Linked DNA regions of Bicyclus anynana: region 1 is linked to region 2. A link is a contact called in public Hi-C data. All regions are on one chromosome and are shown on one strand. Each heading gives the region's core, a stretch centred on a gene start, on an enhancer-like site or on the middle of the called end of the contact. The rest is flanking DNA. Distances are from core to core; before and after follow the strand shown.

Region 1 (6,816 bases), core at 1,095-3,594, 97 kb before region 2:
CAATGCGGAATTATCAAATTAAAATATCACGTGTCTCTCTAACGGCGATGGAAAAACATTGTGAGGAAAGTTTTCTTCAGTAAGTAATCGTGTTCGGTACTTCGCCATATTTAACAAGCTTTGTAGGTACATCTGAGAATTTTCTTAATTCTCTTCGTAGTCTACGTATGTGAAGTCTGAAGCCAGCCTATAGTGGATTCTTAGCCTAAACTCTCTCATTCTGAAAGGAGACTCGTGCTCGAAGCCGAATATGGCTTCTTAATGATGATGAATGATCTCCTCCGTCCAATCATTAGGAGCCCCCGCTCACTTACAACTTTTAGTTGGCCGACTTAGTCGGCCGATTATAGAACAGGTATATCGATGTATGACAGCCCGCCAACTAAATCACGCACCATTAAAAAGTCGTCCAACTATCGGCCAACAAAAAAATGTCAATGAGCGGCCACCCTAATAAAAAGCATTTTGAGGTTCCTCATTAATCGACTAAAGTATTCTTATCTTATTTGTCAGCAATAGATCAGATGAACCGGTCTACAGCCTCATTGGCTGACAGATGCCGTGTCACCAGTTGTCACGCTCCGCTGGCTCGGCCTTCATCCGCGGTCATGACGGAATTGACCATTACATAATGAATAAACAGAATCACGCGTTATTATTGAATCTAGAAACTATAGAACTTTATCAACCTGCATAAGTGCCGACACATTCTCATGAAACACTTGCGAAGGCCCGCGTCTCCATTTGCGTTAAATTCTGTTTTTTACAAATCCCGCAGAACTGCGAAGTTTTACTAGTAACGAAATAAACGAGCAAAGTTACTTAAGATGACAAAACCATTTTCTTACAAGTAGATACTGGTCATACCTAGTAATCTTTTCCCATAACTATCCACCTTAAGTAGGTATTCATTTATTTATACCTACCCAAAGTTAAACTGACCGTAACATGCAAGATGATGGGCAGGTCACGCTTGAGGGGCTTACAATTCCTTACACCATGAAAATAAATGATTTGCCAGTAATAAACTTTTATTAATAGTTGTAGGGTAATTATGTAACTCAGTGTAGGTACCATTCAACTAATAAGTCAATAGGTACATCGTTTTTCATCGTATTTTCGTAATTGTTATAATCTAACACAGTTATTTCAACGAAATTATTTTGACTACGTCATTTTACATCAAATGGCAGCGATGTTTTTGTTTTAACGATTATCTAACATGGTTATTTCAACGAAAATACGTAAATAACAGTTTTTCGTTGAAATAATCTTACTAATTGCTACTGCCACTTAAATAATACTGTCACTTTACGTAAAATGAAGATACTTATGTCGTTTAGTTGAAAATACGATGTTAGATTATTGCTTATACGAAAATATGATGAAAAACTATGTAGTGACTGATTACTAGAATGGTACACCGAGTTACATAATAACCCTGCAGATGTGGATCCACATGGCGATTGTAATCTGGTTAAAGCTGAAAAGGAAATGATTTTTTTTTTTTCAAGTAGAAAGTCTTTTGAAACACTAAGTTAGACAATTTGTAAAGACTACCACCAAATAGGAAGGCAGTTTCTATGGAGTTTCTCTTTTAAAATCATCATTCTGACATTGTTTAATGTTATTGCATGAAAAAATTAATTAGATTTTTTGTGTAAAGTGGAAAGAAATACCTTAAGGCATAAATAAGACCCGTATTTTGAATTCCTTATTATATTATGATTATGTATTTAAAAACCCAGCAACGGAAAGGATGGTGTTTTTTTTATAAAAATAGACAGCGTCTGATTGTTATATTTTGTGCATAGGCCTTACGGTTTTGCCCTTGTAGACCGCGTTCCCGTGAAAATACGGGGATAAAATATATAGCCTATGATACTCATAAATAACGTGGCTTTTGACATTGTAGGTTACTATTATAAATAAAGATTATGATACTTAGAGAGGTAAAATTAAACCTTACAGTTACAATTTAAAATACGTAAACCAGTTTTCCATACACACTTACACCATTAAAAAATAAATATTTTCTTTGTTACAGCAATGTCGGCCGATGGGTCGACGACAGATATTCACGGTTTACTCAACGATACTGGTAAGCAATAAGTATTTATTTAAAACTGTAATTAAATAATCTTTTCTAGTTTTATTGCTAAAAACTATGCTAAAAATAAAATAAGTACTAAAATAAGCGCCATCTAGTATTAAATACTAACAATAATACAACAATATAAAGCGCCATCTATTTGACACCTGATGAACTACGTTATCAACGCCATCTGTGCAAAACACAGTAAACTACGTTATAAAGGATTCAGCGCCACAATAACTCACCTTTTCCTCGTTCGTCGTCGTTTATGGAATGAATACTAGGTGTCGCTATTTTATATAGTTATATCTTAAATACTAGTTCATAGATGGCGCTAATAGGTATTTTTCCAAAAGTATAACATTAACAGCTTTTTTCTCTTTGATCATTCATGGATGTAAAAAGTTTGAAAGTATTTATTTATGATTTTAATCCAATACAAGGGTTCAACTTTCGAGGTATCTGGCTGCCTTAACACTGCCGTCGATTGATCCAAGCTTATTCCGTTACAATTTTGAATATAGGTATAATGGTGTACCTACGTAAGTCCTTACGTTTATAGGTATAATTATCACGTAACCTGAGCTGAGTACGTATTCAGGTGTGCAATCGTACATAAATCAGATGCTGTTAATTAATGACGTCCTAAATTTGCAATTCGATTTCTATGGTGGTTCGTCATCATAACGGATAATATTGAGTAAGATCCCAGAGCGATGTAGAAAGATTTTTTGTTATTTTTATTTTTTACTTTTATTATTTTTTCCCTTGGCTACAATTTCACCTGATGGTAAGTGATGATGCAATCTAAGATGAAAGCGGCCTAACCTGTTAAGGAGGATGAAAATGCACGCTAGATCGCTTGACGGTACATCTTTGCCGGTAGGGTGGTAACTAGCCACGGCCGAAGCCTCCCATCAGCCAGAACGCAGCCCAGCCGGGGATTAAACCCAGGACCTCCGTCTTGTAAGTCCATAGCGCATACCACTGCGCCTCGGAGGCCGTCTTATTAAAAGAAAATACTGCAAAATAAACAAAACGATAAGGTTGTCGCCCTATGCCTACCTACCCACGCAAGGCTTTTTAATTAAAATTTATTTCGATATTTTTTTGCAATCTAGACTGTAAAAATGTGCATTAAAACGTGTCAGGTGTAAACAAGTAAATACCTAACTATAATACCTGCAATTTACTCTCATGGCGTTTCCTTAACAATTATACGTCTATCCTTATAAAAATTATTATATAAACACTCAAATAGTAGGTTCTCGTAGTTGTAAAATGATTTTATTTTGGTTAAGTGTAAACTGTAAACAGATTTTAATATTACGGAAATACCTAAGCATGCCGTGTCTACTCAAAGAGTGTACAGAGTGTGTGCTTGTGTTTGTATTTTCTGGACCAAATAAATAAATAAATAAAACAATATAAATGTAGATTGATAATAATGGGTACCTAATACCTATTAAAAAAACAGAAAACATATGTACAAGTAGGTACTTGGTATAGGTACTTGTACATATTATGTTTTCTGTGGTATAGGTACTTGTACATAATATGTTTTCTGTGGTATAGGTACTTGTACATATTATGTTTTCTGTGGTGTAGGACCTACTCATCTACGAGTACGTGTATTTGTTTTGTTTCCTAAAGCTGGCAACTTTTTACTATTAGATAGTACAGCTACCTGGCAACAAGTTTTCTCGTCAGGGGTTGCCTGGTAGAGATTACTTTTAGTAATAAGGCCGCCTATGCATGCTAAGTTTAATTTATCTTTTTAATTTATAATTGTATTTTTGTGTGCAATAAAGTATTTCTTCTTCTACTTTTTACTATTAGATAGTACAGCTACCTATCTGGTAGAATGGTTGGCAATCTTATCTTAGCATTTGCATCTTTTAGTTTATGTCCAGCGGACGGGGATCGAACCATGACCTCTCGGTGATGGACGAACGAAATGATGATTTAACTATAAGTTCTCTAAGGCTCTAAATACAAAGCCACCATAATTGGTTTATCGTACGTACCGTACCGTACTTACCAGAGACGTGCACAGAGTTTTTAACTAAAGTATGCACTATGATGCACAGAGCCATTATAGCCCAGTTGATATGAGCTCTGCCTCCGTTTCCGGAGGGTGTGGGTTCGAATCCGGTCTGGGACATGCACCACCAACTTTCAGTTATGTGCATTTTAACAAATTAAATATCACGTGTCTCAAATGGTGAAGGAAAAACATCATGAGGAAACCTGCATACCAGAGAATTTTCTTAATTCTCTGCGTGCGTGAGTCTGCCAATCCGCATTGGGCCAGCGTGGTGGACATTTAACGGGCGGGGATCGAACCACGACCCCTCGATAATGAGTTCGACCCCTTTACCGTTGAGATATTGAGGCTTCATTGATTAACCCTTTTTTATTCTCTCACCTGATGGTAAGTGATCATGCAATCTAAGACGGAAGCGGGCATACTTGTGAGGAGGAGGATCCTTTTTTTCAACACGACATCGTACCGGAACGATACATCGCTTGGCGGCTTTGCCGGTAGGGTAGGCTAGCCATGGCCGAAGCCTCCCTCCAGCCAGGGATTGAACGAAGGACCTACGTCTTTTAATCCACCGCGCATACCACTGCGCCACGGAAGCCTTCCTAAAACAGAAATTACTATAGGTACAATGTAAACCCATTACTTGAGACGTTTTTATATGACATCATTCGGTTTTTACGTCAGATTTTTGGTACTGGCGTAGGTAATACCTGCACTTCCAGTTTTTTTTATTACTACCACCCATTAGCATATTACGAGTCAGTTATATATTAAAGAGTCTAATCTTTAATATTATGACTTACCTACTAAAAACATTTACATAGGTTTTACCGTAAGTGTGTCATCATTATCAACCCATATTCGGCTCACAGCCGAGCTCGAGTCTCCTCTCAGAATGAGAGGGATTAGGCAGACTTCACACACGCAGAGAATCAAGAAAATTCTCTTGTATGCAGGTTTCCTCTCAATGTTTTCCTTCACCGTTTGATACACGTGATATTTAATTTCTGAAAATGCACACAACTGAAAAGTTAGAGGTGAATGCCCCGGAACGGATTCGAACCCACACCTTCCGGAATCAGAGGCAGAGGTCATATCTATCACGTATCTATGTGTAACCGTAAGGGTGAAGTATTGTGCAATTCCTGTTTCTCTTGTACCTAATGTTTGTTTAGGTTTTTTACCTTTTTTTATAGAATCACACAAATACAGCGGCACCATGGCATTTTCAGGGATGAAAAGTAGCCTAGAAATTGCTCAGTTTGCAATTTGAATCCTGTATCTTTCGTCGAAAGTCGATTCAGCCGTTACAGATAATAGGCTGGTCAAACAAAAAAAAAATAAAAAAGTTAGTTTGTGTGGTGTAAATAAGTATTTGAGAAAACATATTATATACTTATTTTAAAATAACGATTAAATTTTATTTACCTGTTACGCTTAGGCATTCGCAAGAAAAACCCAAATTCCTGGAATTCTAAGATTGAATCCCTTTTTTATAGTGTCGGTAACGGGTTGAAAGTACCTTACCACAGGAGTTTTACAATTTATATTGCAACAGTGATCGCTTACATGAAAATTGATCTTTTTCCCTTATAAGGTTTCGAATTCTTCGCCCGACCACAATATTACGATCCTACCACATAATTTTATACCCCTTATTTGTTTACTGTAGGGTTGATACGTGTAACTAAGGATTGAAAAAAGAAAAAATGGAATGTAAAATAATTAAGTACCTACCAGCGGATGTATGGATGTATCCATGTGTGGATGTATGAGGAACCAGAGTTTGTATCAAGCGCTATGAATTTCCTTTCTTTGGGACGGCTTACTGTCGTCAAAACTATATTCTTCGCCACTGGTTCCTACGATCACTTTTGTTGCTTTTAGGTACGTTCCTTTTTCTACTAATCCATTAATTACGGGACATCCTGTATTTTAAATTAATTATCAAAATTGTAAACCAACACTGAAATCTGAATACCATATCAAACCTATGTCACAAGGGTGAGATGATATTCAGATTTTGATAAAATTTAAAAATTACTATTTGGCATGTTTGAAGATTGTTTTGATAAATTATTTTCTAAAAGACCGTTAATATTTTGCGTATAATTTTTTCATTGTCTTTCAATTTTAGAATCACCTATTTTTTTCTTAATGTATCTTCTATACATATATGTATGCAATTGTTATAGAATGAAAAAAAACATTGAAAACAAACCATGGAATTATTTTACCAATTGATCCTAATATTTTATAATTGGTTATAATTCTATTTAATACCTCATTTCTGAGAAAATGGAGGCTTTGACACGCGATAACGTGTAGGTACCTATTAAGGTACCAAATAGTGTCAAATTAGAGGTCACTTCATTCAAAAATCCACTGCTGCGTTCGACAGTGCGGCGCCACTTGTACATGCGAATTTTCAAAATACAAATCTCTGAGAATTTGCAAACACGCCCCGAATTCAAACTTCGAATGATGTAAATGTCCTTCGTGAATATATTTGCAGTTTTTGTATTACGACTTCAAAAATTATTAATAAATTCCTACCGGGATATTCCGTCAGGATTTACGACGTAAAGATATTGCTATAAAACCGCAATATACTCGTAAAATCCAATTAATATTTATCCCATAGAAATACCTCCCAGGAAAGCATCAACAATAT
Region 2 (7,421 bases), core at 4,897-7,396:
TTAGTTTTTTTTCTAAAAACGGTCACATATAATAAACGTTTATATCGAATATTTCGCGGATACTCGGAGGCGTCCGCTTGTTTATAATAATACAAGCAGGTAAGCAATACGCCTCGTTGTTCCATCTTCGTAGTTCCCGTTCCCGTGGAAAATACGGAGATGAAATATAGCCTATGACACTAACAAACACAACACAACACTTTGTTTTTGACGGCCTCCGTAGCGCAGTGGTGTGCGCGGTGGATTTACAAAACTGAGGTCCTGGGTTTGATCCCCGGCTGGGCCGATTGAGGTTTTCAGGTCTGGCTGGTGAGAAGTTTTGGCCGTAGCTAGTTACAACCCTACCGGCAAAAATGTACCGCCATGCGATTTAGTGTTTCAGTACGATGTTGTGTAGAAACCGAAATGGGGTGTGGATTTTCATCTTCCTCCTAAAAGGTTAACCAGCTTCCATCTAAGACTGCATCATCACTTACCATTAGGTGAGATTGTAGTCAAGGGCTAACTTGTAAATAAAAAAACAACATGACTCTCTAGGTAATGGAATTTTCAAAATGGGTACATCCCTCAGCCTTAAAACTCACAAGCACAAAAACATTATCATCATCATCATTATCAATCCATATTCGGCTCACTGCTGAGCTCGAGTCTCCTCTCACAATGAGAGGGGTTAGGCCAATAGTCCACCACGCTGGCCCAATGCGGATTGGCAGACTTCACACACGCAGAGAATTAAGAAAATTCTCTGATATGCAGGTTTCCTCACGATGTTTTCCTTCACCGTTTGAGACACGTGATATTTAATTTCTTAAAATGCACACAACAACGGAGGCAGAGGTCATATCCACTGGGCTATCACGGCTCTCACAAACACACAAACATACAAACTCATAAAGATGTATATATACTATGTATATATGTTTGTATGTACTTTTGTATTCACCGATCCAACTTTCACGCCCGTATTCGGCACGAGTATACAAATAAATATATTTGGCTCGAGCACAACTTGAAGTGACAGTTATTTTTTGGTACACTATATTTATGTATTGGTATTTAAATTATGACTTACATATACTAGTATACATAAAACAAATGATGGCTTACGTATACTTGTATACTTATGTATACACGGCAACGACAGGTGATACAACAGGTGTGTGATCCAAGTGAATCAAGAACAGACGGCTTCACTAGTAAACTGACACAAATGCATTTGTATAAAGGAACGTCGTATTTAACGTATTGTTAAATTATTGGAAGTAGAAAATTATTGATTATTGAGATACAGGGATTCGTGTGACATCGAAACTGGTTTAACATAAAACCGTTGCTTATAGGAAACACTCACAGAGGTGATAATAGTGTTTATACTTTGCTAACGCTCCTTTAGCTTCATCAAACCATCTTAAAAATAAAATATCTATAGAACGCATACTGCCGAACATTTTTAAACAATTTACGAAACGAATTTTTTTTCGACAGTATATTGTAATTAAATCAATAATGAACCGTGTTAGCCCAGTGGATATGACCTCTGCCTTCGATTCGAAAGGCGAAGGTTAGAACCCGGTCCGGGCATGCACTTCCATCTTTTCAGTTGTGTGCATTTTAAGAAATTAAATATCACGTGTCTGAAATTAAAGGAACCTGCATACCGAAGAATTTTCTTAATTTTCTACGTTTATGAAGTCTGCCAATCCGTATTGGGCTAGTGTGGTAGACTATTAGCCTAACCCCTCTCATTCTGGTAGATGTTTGGCTTAAGTTCGGGTTTCTATAAGTGGACTCATCAACACCTTGAAGTTACGGGAAATACTCCCCAGCGCCCTGTATTAGTAGATTGTAGATCTAGACGCCCAAAAAACGTCCTTTACGATCCTGACGATGACATAACGAACGACAATGCTTCCCAGGCAACACAAACACAATCTACACGAGGCAAAGACGAGGTCCCCGATATCTGACTTCACCCAGACGTGGGAAACTCACGATCTCGGGGGCGCCTGAACTGATACACTCAGATCAAAACGCTATTCCCGAACGGCCCTCTAAGCCAGGTCTGAGTCTCAGAGGAAAGGCCCTTAGAGAGTCGTCCCGCCATTCTACTCTGCTTCTGGCTTCGGGCCCCACCAGGCTGTGCTTCTGCGCTCCCCTCAGTAACACCGCTGAGGTCCCATGAAGGAGCCTACAGCACTTACACTATCAGGAATAAGAAATTTTATCAGTAAATGCTTTTAATAAGTATATGCGATAAAGTAGGTCTGGCGACCACAGGCTCTCCTTGTATCAGTTGATTGCTTTGCCTCGACCGTTTATATAACCGCTGCCGACACGTTCGTAAACACAGCCATGACTGCTCTGTAAACACACCCATCCAGACCAGAGAAATACCAGAGATAAAAGATACCAGTGTATGAACAAACGGAACCTATTACACACACTTATATGTATGTATTTAGTAGATGCCGCTTGTTAAATAGTGTAAAATTCTACCATTTTTTTCTATGATATTCAAAATTAATTAAAATCATCAAAAAAAAAACCCATCATAAAGAAAAAAAGCACGACATTTTATGCAGCGTACGATTTATGAATATCGATGTTTTCACAATCTCTCTAAGTATAAATATAAAGTAGACTTTTTTGAATTTAAATAGTATTTTAGTGTACTTGACTCAATTTTCGATTTTGAAATGAAATAAACTATTAAATAATGTGTGTTTTACATTGTAATGTTAATTAATTTATTCAATTTCAAATCAAAATACATTACCTATCGTTTTACCGAGAAAGTCATTTTCTACATTTTAAAAATAAATTTTGTATTTCAGTCACAAAAAACACAAATTCTGACATATTAACATTATTCAATTGTGCAAGTACTTAAATGGTGTTAATAAATCTTTTTCTTATAATGAGTATTTAACTCAATAAATAAGTCATTGTCATTTTCGCCAAAATAGTTTGTAATTATGTTGAGATGCAAAAATTGGAATAGCTATTAAATTGGGCACATGCCTAATGGATTTATAATGATGCAATTGTAAAGTGTAAAAACTGCTTCAACAACTGCTAAACAACAACTCTTTTTAACAGATGTTCAAGTATCAAGTATTTTTTCCGACGACATGTTGCAACAACTGATGCTAAGTGACAATACATTTACAAAGTGGGATGAAAAAAATGTTAGCAAAAAAGCAAAGCAAGAAAAATTGAGCCAATTTAGAAACTATACTATTTTTAAACAAAAAGCAAAGGCAAAGTATCTCGTATATGGCATTTTATAAAAACCGTTATTTGTTTCCGCTGTTAGTGGTACTCCTGTTTTTTTTTTCAACACAACCAAAACTGTAGTTGTTCAAAACACTATTCTATAGGTTTCACTCGATTGTTAATCGATTATATCAAAAAGAGTATTAAATTGATCATTCAAGTTATCGACTAATATCATGTTCTATTAAATGACGATTGATCGTAATCATTGCACATCCATTACACTATTTATCAAATTCTCCCTATTGTCATCATATTTAACTTTTTTTATTTTGACGTCAATGCTTGACTTGAAACTAATAAATAATAATCAGAAAGTTTTTAATTTTTATATTACTTCAGGCGTTTTTCATATTATAAGTACCTAAGTCGTCGTCATCAACCCATATTCGGCTCACTGCTGAGCTCGAGTCTCCTCTCAGAATGAGAGGGGTAAGGCCAATAGTCCACCACGCTGGCCCAATGCGGATTGGCAGACTTCACACACGCAGAGAATTAAGATAATTCTCTGGTATGCAGGTTTCCTCACGATGTTTTCCTTCACCGATTAAGACACGTGATATTTAATTTCTTAAAATGCACAACAACTGACAAGTTGGAGGTGCATGCCCCGGACCGGATTCGAACCCACACCCTCCGAAATCGGAGGCAGAGGTCATATCCACTGGGCTATCACGACTCTCTCTCCTAAGTACAGTACCTACCATGCATTACCATACTACCTGCATTGTCAAAGGCAGTCTTAATGTTATATCTTCTTAATTATTGAGCATCATTTAATATGTACATTAATTCTATAATTATTTGTATACCATATACTTGAGTAGGTTTTTAAAACAGATGAAGCACTGTCGTTATATTTTTTTCTATCGCTCTGTTTCAGTTTATCAAATTATAGGTTTAACCGTTATGTGGTGGTTTGTTATTATTTTTAGACTCTTTCAACAGAGATAGTCCCTCTTAAGTAGAATAAAAAAGATATGATTCTTCTTTTTATTCTGGAACATTAAAAATCCCGTCATTGACGAATATAAATCGCTGAGATGCGTTGACGTAGGATCGTTTAAATGATTTATTATTTCAAAACCCTGCTTTGTATTACAAACTAGTTTTACCTATTTTTTTTGGAAATCACATGCAAAGGTGAGCAAAAAGTTTTCTCACGAAATCTTAAAACAATAGTCATTTTACACATTGCTTGTTATACAAACCGCTGGAGCTTGGTAAATTAATTTTAATAGATTTAATTTAAAATTCGAATACACATTAAAATTTAATGAATCATTTAATTCTGAATAAGTCATTCGAAATCTTTACAAAAGTATAAAAGAACTGGTATAAGTAATTGGCTTCGCACGTGTGAACTTTGCGTCAGACGCCTAATGTAATATTGATATCGCCCATGACTTCAATTACGTAGATCAAAGTATATTTCTACTTTAGTTTCTACTGTGTGCGATATATAAGATTCAAAGTTAGATATCTGATTAATTAAGCTACCCATGTGAAAGGCAGTCGCTTTATATTCAAATCCCTTTATAATCGATCCTAATAATTGGTTTTTCAAAATTAGGTATCTCACATCTAGACAGGCAGATTAATAATGAACAAGAAATTTTTAGAAGATGTCTACAACTTGATCAGGTTTAGTTTTTGTTATTACTGATTCTATACTTAATTTAACATTGTGGAGTTAATGTCTTTTAAATTACATGCCAGTAACATGCACAACATTCTAACAGTTTCATTTAGTACAGTCAGTTTAGAGGAAAATAGCATAACATTATTACTATTAGTTAGTTTAACTATTAAAAATCACAAATATTGCAACTTTACAGTTATTAGGAATATCGATAATATCGATTTATTACTTTCGCGAAATAAAGAGGTTTCTGTTGAATATCTGCCGACATTGACGGTATCCTCTAGACGGTTCTCAAGGGTAACATCTTATAATGGCTAAACTACCTGTGTTTTTTATCCCACATTCGAGTCAAAGCCCCGAAGGCATACTTGTGTTAGGAACGGACTAAGGGCAATGCACCTTCCCGGTCTCCCTTACCCTGTAGCCCTACTTTACCTTTTTAAGTAGAAAGCATTAAACACACACCTCCTTGTTTATACCCCATGCTTACGAGCTCGATAGAAAGAGATGCAATATTTGTGACTATTGCGTTTACTTTATCCATAGAACCAGCTGTGTTAAATGTATACGCGGCTTTGCGTTTGTATTTTATGGACTTTGAACTCGGCTGATGGTGAAATGTCTCCCTCAGATTTGTTACTATCAGTGGAATCAATACGGGTCTGTTATCAGTTGCTGCAAAAACTATGCCAGTATAGGAGGCGTGTTCACTGTTTACTTATGGCTACATAATGGCTACATTTTCTAGGAAGCTCTAATCTCTTGCGTAGATAAAGTGCAATAATTTTTTGATCGATACTTTTGTTTTATCTAGTACTATACCAATGCACTTATTTCTAATATCAACGTGTTTATCTAGTATTTATGTCATGTTTGGTAACTATCTATCTAGTTTATAAGATAAACCTTCAACGCAAGAATAATACAGATACTGGATATTGGTGTTAACGTTCCGATTTCACTCACAGTCGTCATTAAACTAGATTTGGAAATCTGGGTATAAGAAAAACGTCAGAATTAAATTTATAGCTCGGGCAGCAGGGATATACCAAGCCGGTTAGTCCGTTTGGTGCGTCATTATCGTGACGATTCGACATGAGAGCGGCAATGGTATCGCAATCATTGTAGTTTTTCATGGAAAACGACCACATCGTCGGCCCCTCTCCTCCCACCCCCCGCCGCACTAGCGCCGCGTCAGACGCGAGCATATAAAAGCCATCCGCGCCCCTCCACTTCAACTCAGACGCATGGAGTACTCCGTAGAGGTCGTTTGGCACGAGCGAGCGCTTTGCTAGGCACCTGCCGGCCAATCTTCACGATAACATTCTAGTCACCCGCTGGCGCAGCTGAAGCTCGCATAACGCGGTCTACCGCGCGTTCCTATACGAGCAGTGATATGTGCAATAGCTCTACTTACAAAATAATTGTGATAATTTATTTTAATTAGTTATTAGTTATACGCGTTTAGACCGCAATACGGCTGTGAGTGAAATTGTGAATTGGATATGTTGTGACTGCCCGACTGGAACTATTTACCTGTGATCCAACCCAGTGTGTTTAGTTGTTCTTGCGTCGAAGGACCCTTTACAACCATGGTCGGAAACAACGGCACTATGATGGCGATTCGCATCGTCCACAGCAAGCTGCGCAAGCGCGAGGAGCACTCGGCTTCGGTGCACCCGGCCGAGGCAGTGCTCCAGGCAGCGCCGCAGCCACCGCCCGAGCCTCTTGCCTTCCGTCAGCAGCCCTTGTGGCAGTTCCCACCGCCGCTGCCCCCGCCTTACGTCTATTCTCACGATCAGGTTCGTACAGTCCATTATGAACTAAATTAAGAAAATTCAAAATCAAGTCTAGACGCTACAAAAAAATAATAAATGTTGGCAGTAGTGTACCATATTAATAGAAAACGTTACAATCCCGCCACAGCTGATAGTCTTGACCTGAATATGATTCTCATAACATGTGCAATATTGTGGCATTAATTCGTTCTGTAGCCAAAACATTGTTAGTAGGTATTAAGGAAAGTGAGCATTATGAAAAGAAACGCGACGCTTAAAGTGCAGTCCCCTCCACATTGGAGAGAGTTGGCTTAAGTGACGATATCTAAGCGCAAAATAAATTTAAATGTCGGAACACGCTCACTGAGTAGAAAGCTGTGCAAGGCGAACATGTTGTAACCGTTCGACCTTCTTTCTTAAACGAACAAAGGAGGCTAATGCAGTGTTGAGCTCTTAAAATTGCAGTCTCGTAAATGTTTTAACCTTAATATCACGGTCTAGTTAATGCTTCCAGAGGTTTACGTAAACAATTCATTGCACGTGTTTAACCTATGTTTATTAAACGTTTGAGTATGAGTATGGCCACCTATATCGTGACTGTACCAGGAAGTAAAGAATGCTAATGTGCCTACTGCCTTTGAATTCAAGGCTCGTCTTATATTTGTAGCTTCAATGCTCAATACATAATGTCTTCCTAGACTTTTGTAGACAGTAGGTAGCGT

What was found. A called contact is a pair of places that touch in the nucleus more often than the background predicts.
Region 1: a Hi-C map of whole larva shows a contact between it and region 2, with 5 times the contacts expected there. The contact joins two enhancer-like sites. A contact is called at or near these places in 2 of 2 Hi-C or Micro-C datasets (whole body and whole larva).

What each region holds. Positions count from the first base shown.
Region 1 is chr12:7,177,624-7,184,439 of ilBicAnyn1.1, reverse strand. LOC112042839 reads left to right here. Exons shown (of 6, transcript XM_024078008.2): 2 at 2,048-2,101. Among protein-coding and RNA genes, the nearest start is that of LOC112042839, 130 kb to the left of the region's middle. Within about 2 kb of position 2,344, at least 8 of the 8 cell types and tissues checked have open chromatin away from gene starts, as enhancers often do.
Region 2 is chr12:7,084,101-7,091,521 of ilBicAnyn1.1, reverse strand. LOC112042839 reads left to right here. Exons shown (of 6, transcript XM_024078008.2): 5 at 6,561-6,723. Among protein-coding and RNA genes, the nearest start is that of LOC112047940, 57 kb to the right of the region's middle. Within about 2 kb of position 6,146, at least 8 of the 8 cell types and tissues checked have open chromatin away from gene starts, as enhancers often do.